3 separate regions of the Mus musculus genome follow, and all the other regions are linked to region 2. Evidence: chromatin contacts called from public HiChIP or PLAC-seq data. All regions are on one chromosome and are shown on one strand. Each heading gives the region's core, a stretch centred on a gene start, on an enhancer-like site or on the middle of the called end of the contact. The rest is flanking DNA. Distances are from core to core; before and after follow the strand shown. Region 1 holds the start of Slc1a3 (solute carrier family 1 (glial high affinity glutamate transporter), member 3). Region 2 overlaps Gm31340 (a long non-coding RNA gene). Region 3 overlaps Slc1a3 (solute carrier family 1 (glial high affinity glutamate transporter), member 3).

Region 1 (2,981 bases), core at 97-2,596, 140 kb before region 2:
TTGCCCTGGGCACATCTATAAATGATCTAAAATCACAATCCATTTTCATATCATTAGAAGGTAGGAGCATGAAGCACCATCTGTGTTCAGGGCAAACCCGCAAGCCATGCGAGGAGGAGACCTTCACTGCTGTCTCCGTATTTTGAAATTTAGGATTTTGGGGATAGAGGAGGAGAGAAGCCAGCTTTCATTCCAAACATTACAGCGTGTGGTTTCTGGTTTCTTTAAAGTGCTCTTAGGTTATTTAAATACAAACGCCTAACCATTTTCCTTGCTGGCAATCAAGGGCTTCCTCCTGCCGCTGTACATGAATCCTAAGCCCTAGACTTTGGCGATGATCAGCAGCGCCTGTGGACGTGTGTATCTGGCAGAGTCGGAGCCAGCGTGTGCATCTGTGGGGGAGGTAGCTGCAACTCGCAGGCTTTCGGTAAATCCAAGGTTGGAAAAAAAAAGACTTAAGAGTTTTGACTTTTAAATAAAATTGTAGGTTGAGATCATTGATAGTAAGACCTGCAGTGTATTTAATACTTTACACTAGATTAAAAGTTTAAAGAGGGGGGATAAAGAGAGGAGAGTCCAGATTTTTTTTAAACTAATAATTCTGATGTCCTTAACCCGCCAGTTCCCCTTAAAGTACACCCGTTCAATCTTGATTTTTATTCTAGATCTCGAACGTCCGTCTACTCCCCCACCCCCAACCTCGATCGACTGAATTTCAAACCCAGAGAGGACTGGGCTTGCATAGTTAGCACACGCCGGCTGCTCTCGGTCCGAACAGGACCTTACCTACCAATATGGCTAGCTTTACTCCGGCGCTCAGCAAACAGAAAAGTGGGACGCAAAACTGAGCCCCGCGGGCTACAGAAGGCTGCGCTTACCTTTTCTGACTCTGGGATGGGAGGAAGACACCCCGGGCTACGTGGAGGTGAATTCCCCAGCAGGTAGCTCGGAGTAACAGCTTAGCGAGCGGCGGAGCAGGCTGGCCCTGACAACATGCATGTGCTCTGAAACCGCCACTTACTATCAGGCAACTTAAGAAAAGAGGAGGAGCCTGTACTGGGGAAAGGGGGAGTGGGAAAATGAAAACAGCAGGAGGAGGGGGGAGCCCGAGCTCCCCGGAATATTGATTAATCTTGGCACCACAGAAGCACGCTTTATGGCTTTGTTTTGCTCCGTAGACCACGTTCACGCCTTGTTAGTTCACTTATATTAGAAACGCAAAATCAGGACCTGAGAGAATCGAAAACTAAAGCGCTCACACACATGGACGCTGGAAGTCCGGATTAGAACGTCTGGGAGACTTCTCCAAGGCCACGTTTAATTACCTCATTTCAGGTTGCCTCCCCTTCAGGGGACGTCAGAGGGTGTTCTTTTGCCTGCTCACACAACTGTTGTAGCACCCCACCCCTTTAGCATTGGGGACATAACTGAAATTTCTTGGAAGGATCCTGAATACAATTAAGTATAGAGAGGAGAATGCTTACTGCCGCCCTCTCAACTTGTATAAAGTTACTCAAAACACAAGGTGAGACATGCCCCTGTTTTACAGTTTAAAACTCCAATATAAGGAATCTGATTGGGCTCTGGCTGCCTGCTCTGCGGACAGAAAAAGGTAAGAAACACAAAAAAATCAGGATCGCTGCCAAACTAGAAAGTAAACTCTGTTTTAAGACCAAGAGTGCAGATGCACACTCATGACTTCCAAAGGTAAGCTATTCAATTGCTTCCGTTTAAAGAATGCTGAGTGCCCCCATCCCCGTTTTCAGGAGTTAGAAAGTTCTCTTGGTTTTTGTTTTCTTGTTCTTTCTCTCTCTCCTTTTCTGTTCTCTTCCTCCATCTCTCTCTCTCTCTCTCTCTCTCTCTCTCTCTCTCTCTCTCTCTCTCTCTCTTTCTCTCTCTTCCTTCCTGTGTGTGTGTGTGTGTGTGTGTGTGTGTGTGTGTGGTGTATAGTTGGCTGGTTAGTTGGGTTTTGGGTTTTCAAGACAGGATTTCTCTGTGTAGCTCTGGCTGTCCTGGAACCAACTCTGCAGACCGAATTGGCCTTGAACTCAAAGATCCACCTGCCTGTCCCTGCCTTGCAAGTGCTAGGACTAAAGGTGTGTGCCACCATACCTAGCTTTTTGCCATTTTTCTTAAAAGGAAAACGGACTGCACAAATATACAACCTGCAAGTTAAAAAAGGAGTTGTTGAGAGTGACTTACCCCTCTCTCCTCAGTTTTAAGAACTTGTTGAGGTGAAGGAAAACGGCTCACTAGAAACATGAAAACACACCCAAGATCACAGCCCACATTCTATTTGCTGGTTCCCTAAGATCCCCACGCAAAGTCTGCTCAGTTTTCGTGTCTGTCATCCAAACACCAAAATATGTCATTTTGTTCCTCATTAGCAAATCCAGGGAGCTATGTTTTAAAAAAAAAAAAAAAAGTTCCCTGCCAGACTTAATTGTTCATGTATGTGCTTTGGAACAGCTGCTAGTTGGAAAGTAATGGTTGGTTGTAAGAGTGCCTGACCTGTCAAATTAGCAGCAATTGTAACAACTTCCTACCATAACACTACTTTAACAATTTAATGAGAATCTTCGGTCTCTTGTCAGCCTCAGCCCTCCGTGATCTTTTCTTTCCTCTTGTCCCTCAGATCCCTTAGCATCTGCATTCGATTGCTTAACACTTAATTATGTGCTGCCTTGGCCCTGTGCCCTTGATTCCCAGATCAGGTCAAGTCGGGGCTTCTCAACTCAATGATAAGTTCTTTGAGGGCAAGAGTCTGTCTTGGGCCTGATAAACAGCGAGCATTAAGCAACTCTGAAGACCGGCAGATATAATCTAAGAGATCAGATCAGATCCCTTGTTTACCACTTCCTGTGATAAACCGAAGCTCCTTGTTCCCTGTTGCTACCTCAGATGTGCATAGACCCTCATCTCAACCTGAGCCATGCCTTTGTCACGACTATGATTTGGTTTTTTTTTCCCCCTGTATATGA
Region 2 (3,206 bases), core at 338-2,837:
AAGTCCTGTTCTTCATGTTATGCTAATGAGGTGATTACTAAGCCCTGTTCTCCATGTTATGCTAATAAGGTGATTACTAAGCCCTGTTCTTCATGTTATATCAATCATATTAAACATGTTGAAGAAATCAGAGAAAATAAAACAGAACAAGACCATAGAGATGACACTAGTGTACTAGGCAAAATAAATAAATAAATAAATAAATAAATAAATAAATAAATAAGAAAAATCAGGAAATATTCAGATGTTGAGGCCAGAGTTTCTGAGAGAAGAGGAGGAGCCAAGACAAAGACTACAGAGTTTGAGTGTTTGCTATGACATGTGAAGTGGCTGGCAAAGAAGGCTGCCTGAAAGAAAGGCCATTTAAATTGAGATACAGGTGCAACAAGGCATTGGCCCTATTAGTTGTCCGTGTATACCTTTGATTAAAATACCAGAGAGAGTAACTTAAAGTGGTGGGGCAGTTCATTTTGGTTCATGGCTTCAAAAGGTACATGGTTGCTTGGCCCCATGCCCTGGGCAACACATCACAGCAGCAGAAGCAGGTGGCAGAGGAGATCTTTTTTGCTTGACATCTTGAACTTAGCATGATCCTTCTAAGAGTCACCTGTGTTATCCCAAGTATCAACTGGTCATTCCTTTCTATTCCAGTATTATTAAATTATACATATTATTACACACATATATTACATACATACATAGCATAATACATACATTATATATTGTATAATACATATATTACATATATAATATGTTACATATATAATATATTATAAATATTTTTTATTTCTCTGTTTTGGCTATCCATTGTTCCACTGATGGACATTTGCATTCTTTCCAGTTTCTGCTGATTATGAATGGAGCTTCTGTAAGCACATTTGCTCGGGTCCTTATGTAGAAAAATGCTTTCATTTCTCTTGGCTAAAGATCAGGAGCAGATCACTGGGTGTTAAGAGAAGCACATGTTTAACTTTGTGAGAACGGCCTGAGCACTTTCCAAGGGAGCTGTGTGATCTTGTACAGCCTCGGGTATCCTCCTGTCTGCCTCCCTGCTGGCACTTGGCATTGTAAGCTTTTTAAAATTCCTTTTCAGGTTTAATCGTTTTAAGAAGTAGCAAGCTCTTTAAAAAAATACCTAAACCGAGGGAGAAAATTATTCTCATCAACCAGAAGAAAATTATTCTCATCAACCATGAAACTCAAACAGGTTGAATTAAATCCTAAAACCTCATACAACTGGTTCAAACGACAAGAGGGTTCATGCATCTTCATTTGTAGACTTGCCCAAGGCTCATCATCACCACAAGGAGAGTAGTTTAGAAAGAGGCATCTATATTTAGGTGGCCTCCAGTTGCGACTCCATGGGCCACAATGGTGTGGGTGACTGGAGGTCAGAAGAGGCCTGTGCAGTCAGGTCTTCGTTGTGCTGACTAGCAGTGGGAGGACCTCCTGGGGCAGAGCAAACAGCAGCAAACTGCTTAAGTGATCATCTGGTACCGCTGTGAGTTCAACTTCAGGGTACTTAGGCTCTGGGTGTGTAGGATGAGAGAGAAGGCTGATCTGTGGTGGACACTAGCATCCTCTCTGGGTAAAGAAGGGGGTGAGGGTTACAAGATATCTCAGAACCAGGACTCCTGAGATGGCTCAGCCAGTAAAGGGATTTGCTGCCATGCTTGACAACCAAGCTTGATTTCAGTCTGTGGGTGGAAGGAAGAACCGACTCTGCCAGCTTGTCCTCTGACTGACACTTGAGTGCTGTGGCACATCCGGCCCCTGCCACGTGCACACTCCTTGGATCAGTAAGTAAATACAATCAAAAGCGTATTTGATAGTGTTAAAGAACTTCAACTCTTCAGTAGGTTATAAAGAATACTAGCAGAGGAAAATATACTTCTCTGTTTCAGATCCTAGCACTTCAAAACGAGGCCTCTTTCAGACTGCAAGGTCCCCGTCCGTCCCTCCCCCCCCCCCCCCCCCATGGAACGGTGGTGCTCCAGGGCTGACTACAGTTTCCTGATTCAGCATTTGGGGAAGCTTCAAATATTTAAGAGCACTCCCCTCTCCTCTTAGCTAGCTCTTCCTTAGAGGCCCACGAGTAAATACAATGTCCTGCTCTCTCTCTCTCTCTCTCTCTCTGTCTCTCTCTCTCTCTCTGTCTCTCTCTGTCTCTCTCTCTCACTCTCTCTGTCTCTCTGTCTCTCTCTCTCACTCTCTCTCTCACTTTCTCTCTCTCTCTGTCTCTCTGTCTCTCTCTCTCACTCTCTCTCTGTCTCTCTCTGTCTCTTTCTCTCACTCCCTCTGTCTCTCTCTGTCTTTCTCTCTCTGTCTCTCTCTCTTTTATTCTCACTGTTTTAGTCTCTTGAGATTTCAAAATGTGAAGTGCACAAAGAAATTTCATTCCAAGTTATGTACAGGACACTTAATTATACTTGAAAGTAAATAGTCAACATACAGCTTCCTATTGATATTCACAGAACATATAGCTTGGTTTTTTTTTTTCCCCGCCTCCTTTCTTTTCTCCCTCTTGCTCCACCCACTCGCTCTGGGCCCCATTTGCTCTCCCCCCCTCACTTCGTCCCCTCCCCTCTTACTCCAGCCCCTTTCTTGATCTGGCCCCCCTCTCAATCTGCCTCCACCTCTGCTCACTCCTGTCTGTAGGGTTTTTTTTTTTTGATTGTTTGTTTGTTTGTTTGTTTCTCATTACAGATGGTTGTGAGCCAACATGTGGTTTCTGGGATTTGAATCATGAACTTCGGGAGAGTAGTCAGTGCTCTTAACTGCTGAGCCATCTTACCAGCCCAGAATGTATAGCTTGTATGATCATACTTGTTTATTGATTATTTATAAGGCCTGTTTACACATCGTTCATGATGTCTAGGTCAAGTATTCTATGTACTTGAAGTAACCATTTCTTTTTTTTCTTTTCTTTTCTTTTTTTTGTTTTTGTTTTTGTTTTTCAAGACAGGGTTTCTCTGTGTAGCCCTGGCTGTCCTGGAACTCACTCTGTAGACCAGGCTGGCCTTGAACTCAGAAATCCGCCTGCCTCTGCCTCCCGAGTGCTGGGATTAAAGGTGTGCGCTTTATTTTCCTATTGATATATCACACTGTTCAAAGATGTGGTTAGCAAAGTGTTACATGGTAGTGCAGAGCCTTTATCAAATCAAGTGTTTAGTAGCTCATCCTAACCATGACAACACATAAAAGGC
Region 3 (3,347 bases), core at 550-3,049, 200 kb before region 2:
AACATACTTTAGGGTATAAAATCAAGATTCGATCTCTATCTGAGGAACAAGAAAACTGTAAAGGACATGAGGGAGGGGATGTTAGGGGGAAGTCTGAAGGTAGACCAGTACTCTGGAAGTACTTTTGAGATACTATTACTGTGGGTACATAGAAGAATATACTTATTCTTAGAAGATGAATGTTGAATGGTGTAAGTGAAACATGACAGTAATATGAAGACAAGAGGGAGGGGGAAGGGAGGAGAAGATGGAGAGGGTGAGATGGAGGGGGAGAGAGAAGGAGGGAGGGAGAGAGAGAAGAAGGGAGAGAGAGAAGGAGGGAGAGAGAGTGGGAGACCACAAAAATGGCAAAATACTAATTTCTAGATCTCAGTAGAGGATATTGTAATATTGTTTTAATGTTTCTAAGGATAAGGTAACTTTCCTAGTAAAGAGCTGCAAAAATAAAAGCCTGATGTCTGAAATTGTTAATATTAGCTAAACCAAGCCCACAGCAATGAAGAGCACAGGTGATCTGAATTGGGCGTCTTTAAAGCCTACTGTTCATTGCCTTGGTCCTCAGGCTCGTCATGCCTAGTCCAGTAGTAAGAAAGGGCAAAGGGTTAGATCTGCATGCACACATGGACTGTTTTTGCAGAATACAAGGAAAGCCGCCAGGAATGATAGCTGCCTGTGCAGAATGAAACCAGGAGATCTGAGAAAAGCACAAATAGGGGAATTATTTTTCACTGGACATCTTAAGTATCAGTCAAATGATTCTCCATAAAATTGAGTTCTTAGCCTCACTTGTATGATCTGTTATTCACCTTATACTGCCTAAAAATTAACCCAAGAGAATAAGTTAACCTAGTTTTCAAGTGTATTTTCATTTTTCAATATTGCCTACAAACATAGTTGAAAGTTTTCAAAATTATAGTCTAACTTAATGGTTTTGGTTTGGTTTGGTTTGGTTTTTCGAGACAGGGTTTCTCTGTATAGTCCTGGCTGTCCTGGAACTCACTTTGTAGACCAGACTGGCCTCAAACTCAGAAATCCGCCTGCCTCTGCCTCCCGAGTGCTGGGATTAAAGGCGTGCACCACCACGCCCAGCTCTAACTTAATGTTTTAAAAATGGAGTTATCTGTACTATATATTTTGTAGATATTTTTAGAAATGAGCTAGATGTATTTGTAAGTTTTGATTTGATAAGCAAAGCCGCAATCAAGGAGCACATGATGTGTGTGGTATGGTTAATTACTAAAAAGAAGTGTGCACATATCCTTGCATTGGGAGAGGTCTTTGGGAATCAGTCGTGGACAATGGTAACCTACAGAGAGATTTAGAGTGATATGGTAACAGGCAACTCGTTCCTTCCAAGTCATATAGTTCTGTATTATTTGAGTGAATATTCACACCAGAAATTAAAAAGCGGAGGAACACAATGGCTCCCTAATCTCCTATTTATGTGTGATTCCTTCTCAACCAATATCTTCACCCAGCTCTCTCACACTCTCATTGTTAAAAACCATTCTGAAGGAAATGATGAATGGAAACCCACCCTTGTACCTTATTGTTATAATCTGTCCAAAGTTCAGGTCAAAGTTGTTCACTTGAGCGATGAAAATGGCAGCCAAAGCCTCGTAGAGGGCGGTCCCATCCATGTTAATGGTGGCCCCCACGGGGAGCACAAATCTGGTGATGCGTTTGTCCACACCATTGTTCTCTTCCAGGCACTTGAAAGTGATGGGTAGGGTGGCAGAACTGAGGGCAGCAAAACAGGGCATGTCAGCTGAGGGTGCCCCCGGGAGTTCTGTGGTTGGTCTTTGCTCTTTGGCACAGACAGTTCCTTCCCCTCTTATGTCCTGACTAGGTCAGCATTGTCTACAGTGCTAGGAGGTTAGGGGTAGTGCGGTGCCCTCACAGGGGCACTTGAGCACTTGGGCACTCGTCTGTGCCTGGATTCCTCTGAGGCATTACTTGGGATGATTCCCATACCATAGATGCCTGCCCCACATTGTTTTTCTCCCTTTTTCTCAGGCAGATGTCAATGGAAAACAGGAAGTCTGTGGTTAGGAAAGGGTTTTCCCTTTGCCCCTAAAAGGACTTATAGATAGCCATTTTCCGGGTCTCAAGGAGGTACGATCAGGATCAGAGGTGGAAAAAGCCAATTCCTGAGATTTAAAACCCAGAACACAATGACTCTACTTGCCCCAAGGCTCAGATCCAAGGTAAAGGTTTAGACACACTTTCTTAGAGGAATAAAGCCGCGTGTATACACACGTACCTTGAGGAGGTCCCAAGGGCTGTGATGAGCGCTTGCAGCAACCCTCCAATGAAAACCCAGGGGTTCTTCCGGGTTACCAGGAAGTAGAGGAGAGGCAGGACGATGACGGCGTGAATGAGGAGGCCGACAATGACTGTCACGGTGTACATGGCAAGCTGTCCCCCAATCACACCCATGTCTTCCATCTCAACAATCTTCCCTGCGATCAAGAAGAGGATGCCCAGAGGCGCATACCTGCGGCAAGCAACACATGCTCAATTGGAAGCTTGGTTTCCTATAACTTGTTGCATGTAAATTACCAAGTAGGAGAGAAAAAGGAATAAAACAAAGCAAAAAAAAAAAAAAAAAAAAAAAAAAAAAGGAAAGACAGGGGATTTCCAAGCTAAGACGCGTAGAAACTACCGATGTCATTCTTTTCTATTTAAAATACTAAATTTCCCAGGCATCTGTAAATCTAGCCTTCCTCTCACTCTGAATTGCTCTAGGACACCCCCACCCTATCCCCACTGGCCTCAGACCTTAGGAAGGAGAAGAATTCGGGTCCTCACCTCCACTTTCCTAGACATAGATCCCTGTTTGGGTCTTCAGACGCCTGCAGTTCCCTTCCCTCTTGACTCCTGCTAAGCACCGGGAACAAGCCACTATACCAATATCACGCCTTTCAGAATGTTGTCCATGCCACAGCCTGCTTCCCAAGCTAAAGCAGGCAACATGCTATGGCATGCCATGCCATGCCATGCCAGTGTGTTAGATGTACACTTAATTCTAGTACTCTAGGGCAGTGGGTCTCAACCTGTGGGTCCAGACCCCTGTACAGTGTCAAACAGCCCTTTCACACGGATCACCTAGGACTATCAGAAAGCACAGATACTTACATTACGACAGATAACAGTAGCAACAACAAAAAAAATTATGATTGGTGGTCACCACAACATGAAGAACTGTATTAAAGGGTCACAGTGTTAGGAAGGCTGAGAATCACGGCTGTAGGGCCACTTTTATTGCTTTCTTCCATAGCTATGTCCCACCTAAAATATTACTCATTAATTTTCTTCAAGTAACCTTTCATACTTAAGTAAATTTC

What was found. HiChIP or PLAC-seq counts read pairs in DNA pulled down with a chosen protein or histone mark.
Region 1: an H3K27ac HiChIP or PLAC-seq map of microglia shows a contact between it and region 2, with 5 times the contacts expected there. The contact joins the promoter of Slc1a3 here to the enhancer-like site in region 2. A contact is called at or near these places in 8 of 39 promoter capture datasets (the 3T3-L1 cell line, 3T3-L1-derived adipocytes, cranial neural crest and 5 more), 1 of 15 datasets of contacts at CTCF or cohesin (the NIH/3T3 cell line), 2 of 484 Hi-C or Micro-C datasets (both in nephron progenitors) and 5 of 115 datasets of contacts at active chromatin or transcription factors (epiblast stem cells, microglia, neural progenitor cells and 2 more).
Region 3: an H3K27ac HiChIP or PLAC-seq map of microglia shows a contact between it and region 2, with 6 times the contacts expected there. The contact joins two enhancer-like sites. A contact is called at or near these places in 1 of 15 datasets of contacts at CTCF or cohesin (the NIH/3T3 cell line), 6 of 484 Hi-C or Micro-C datasets (the C2C12 cell line, embryonic stem cells and growing oocytes), 7 of 115 datasets of contacts at active chromatin or transcription factors (cardiomyocytes, craniofacial prominence, embryonic basal ganglia and 3 more) and 2 of 9 other capture datasets (adipose tissue and liver).

The regions. Positions count from the first base shown.
Region 1 is chr15:8,709,461-8,712,441 of GRCm38.p6, forward strand. Slc1a3 (solute carrier family 1 (glial high affinity glutamate transporter), member 3) reads right to left here and starts at 1,347. Exons shown (of 10, transcript NM_148938.3): 1 at 879-1,347. Gm31340 (a long non-coding RNA gene) reads left to right here and starts at 1,566. Exons shown (of 5, transcript XR_383822.2): 1 at 1,566-1,612.
Region 2 is chr15:8,844,639-8,847,844 of GRCm38.p6, forward strand. All of the region lies in intron 4 of Gm31340 (a long non-coding RNA gene), which reads left to right. Among named protein-coding and RNA genes, the nearest start is that of Ranbp3l, 120 kb to the right of the region's middle. Within about 2 kb of position 1,588, at least 4 of the 459 cell types and tissues checked have an H3K27ac peak or open chromatin away from gene starts, as enhancers often do. A contact at or near this core is called in microglia, where this site is marked.
Region 3 is chr15:8,640,637-8,643,983 of GRCm38.p6, forward strand. Slc1a3 (solute carrier family 1 (glial high affinity glutamate transporter), member 3) reads right to left here. Exons shown (of 10, transcript NM_148938.3): 7 at 2,264-2,497; 8 at 1,546-1,740. Among named protein-coding and RNA genes, the nearest start is that of Gm46508, 60 kb to the left of the region's middle. Within about 2 kb of position 1,800, at least 7 of the 459 cell types and tissues checked have an H3K27ac peak or open chromatin away from gene starts, as enhancers often do. A contact at or near this core is called in microglia, where this site is marked.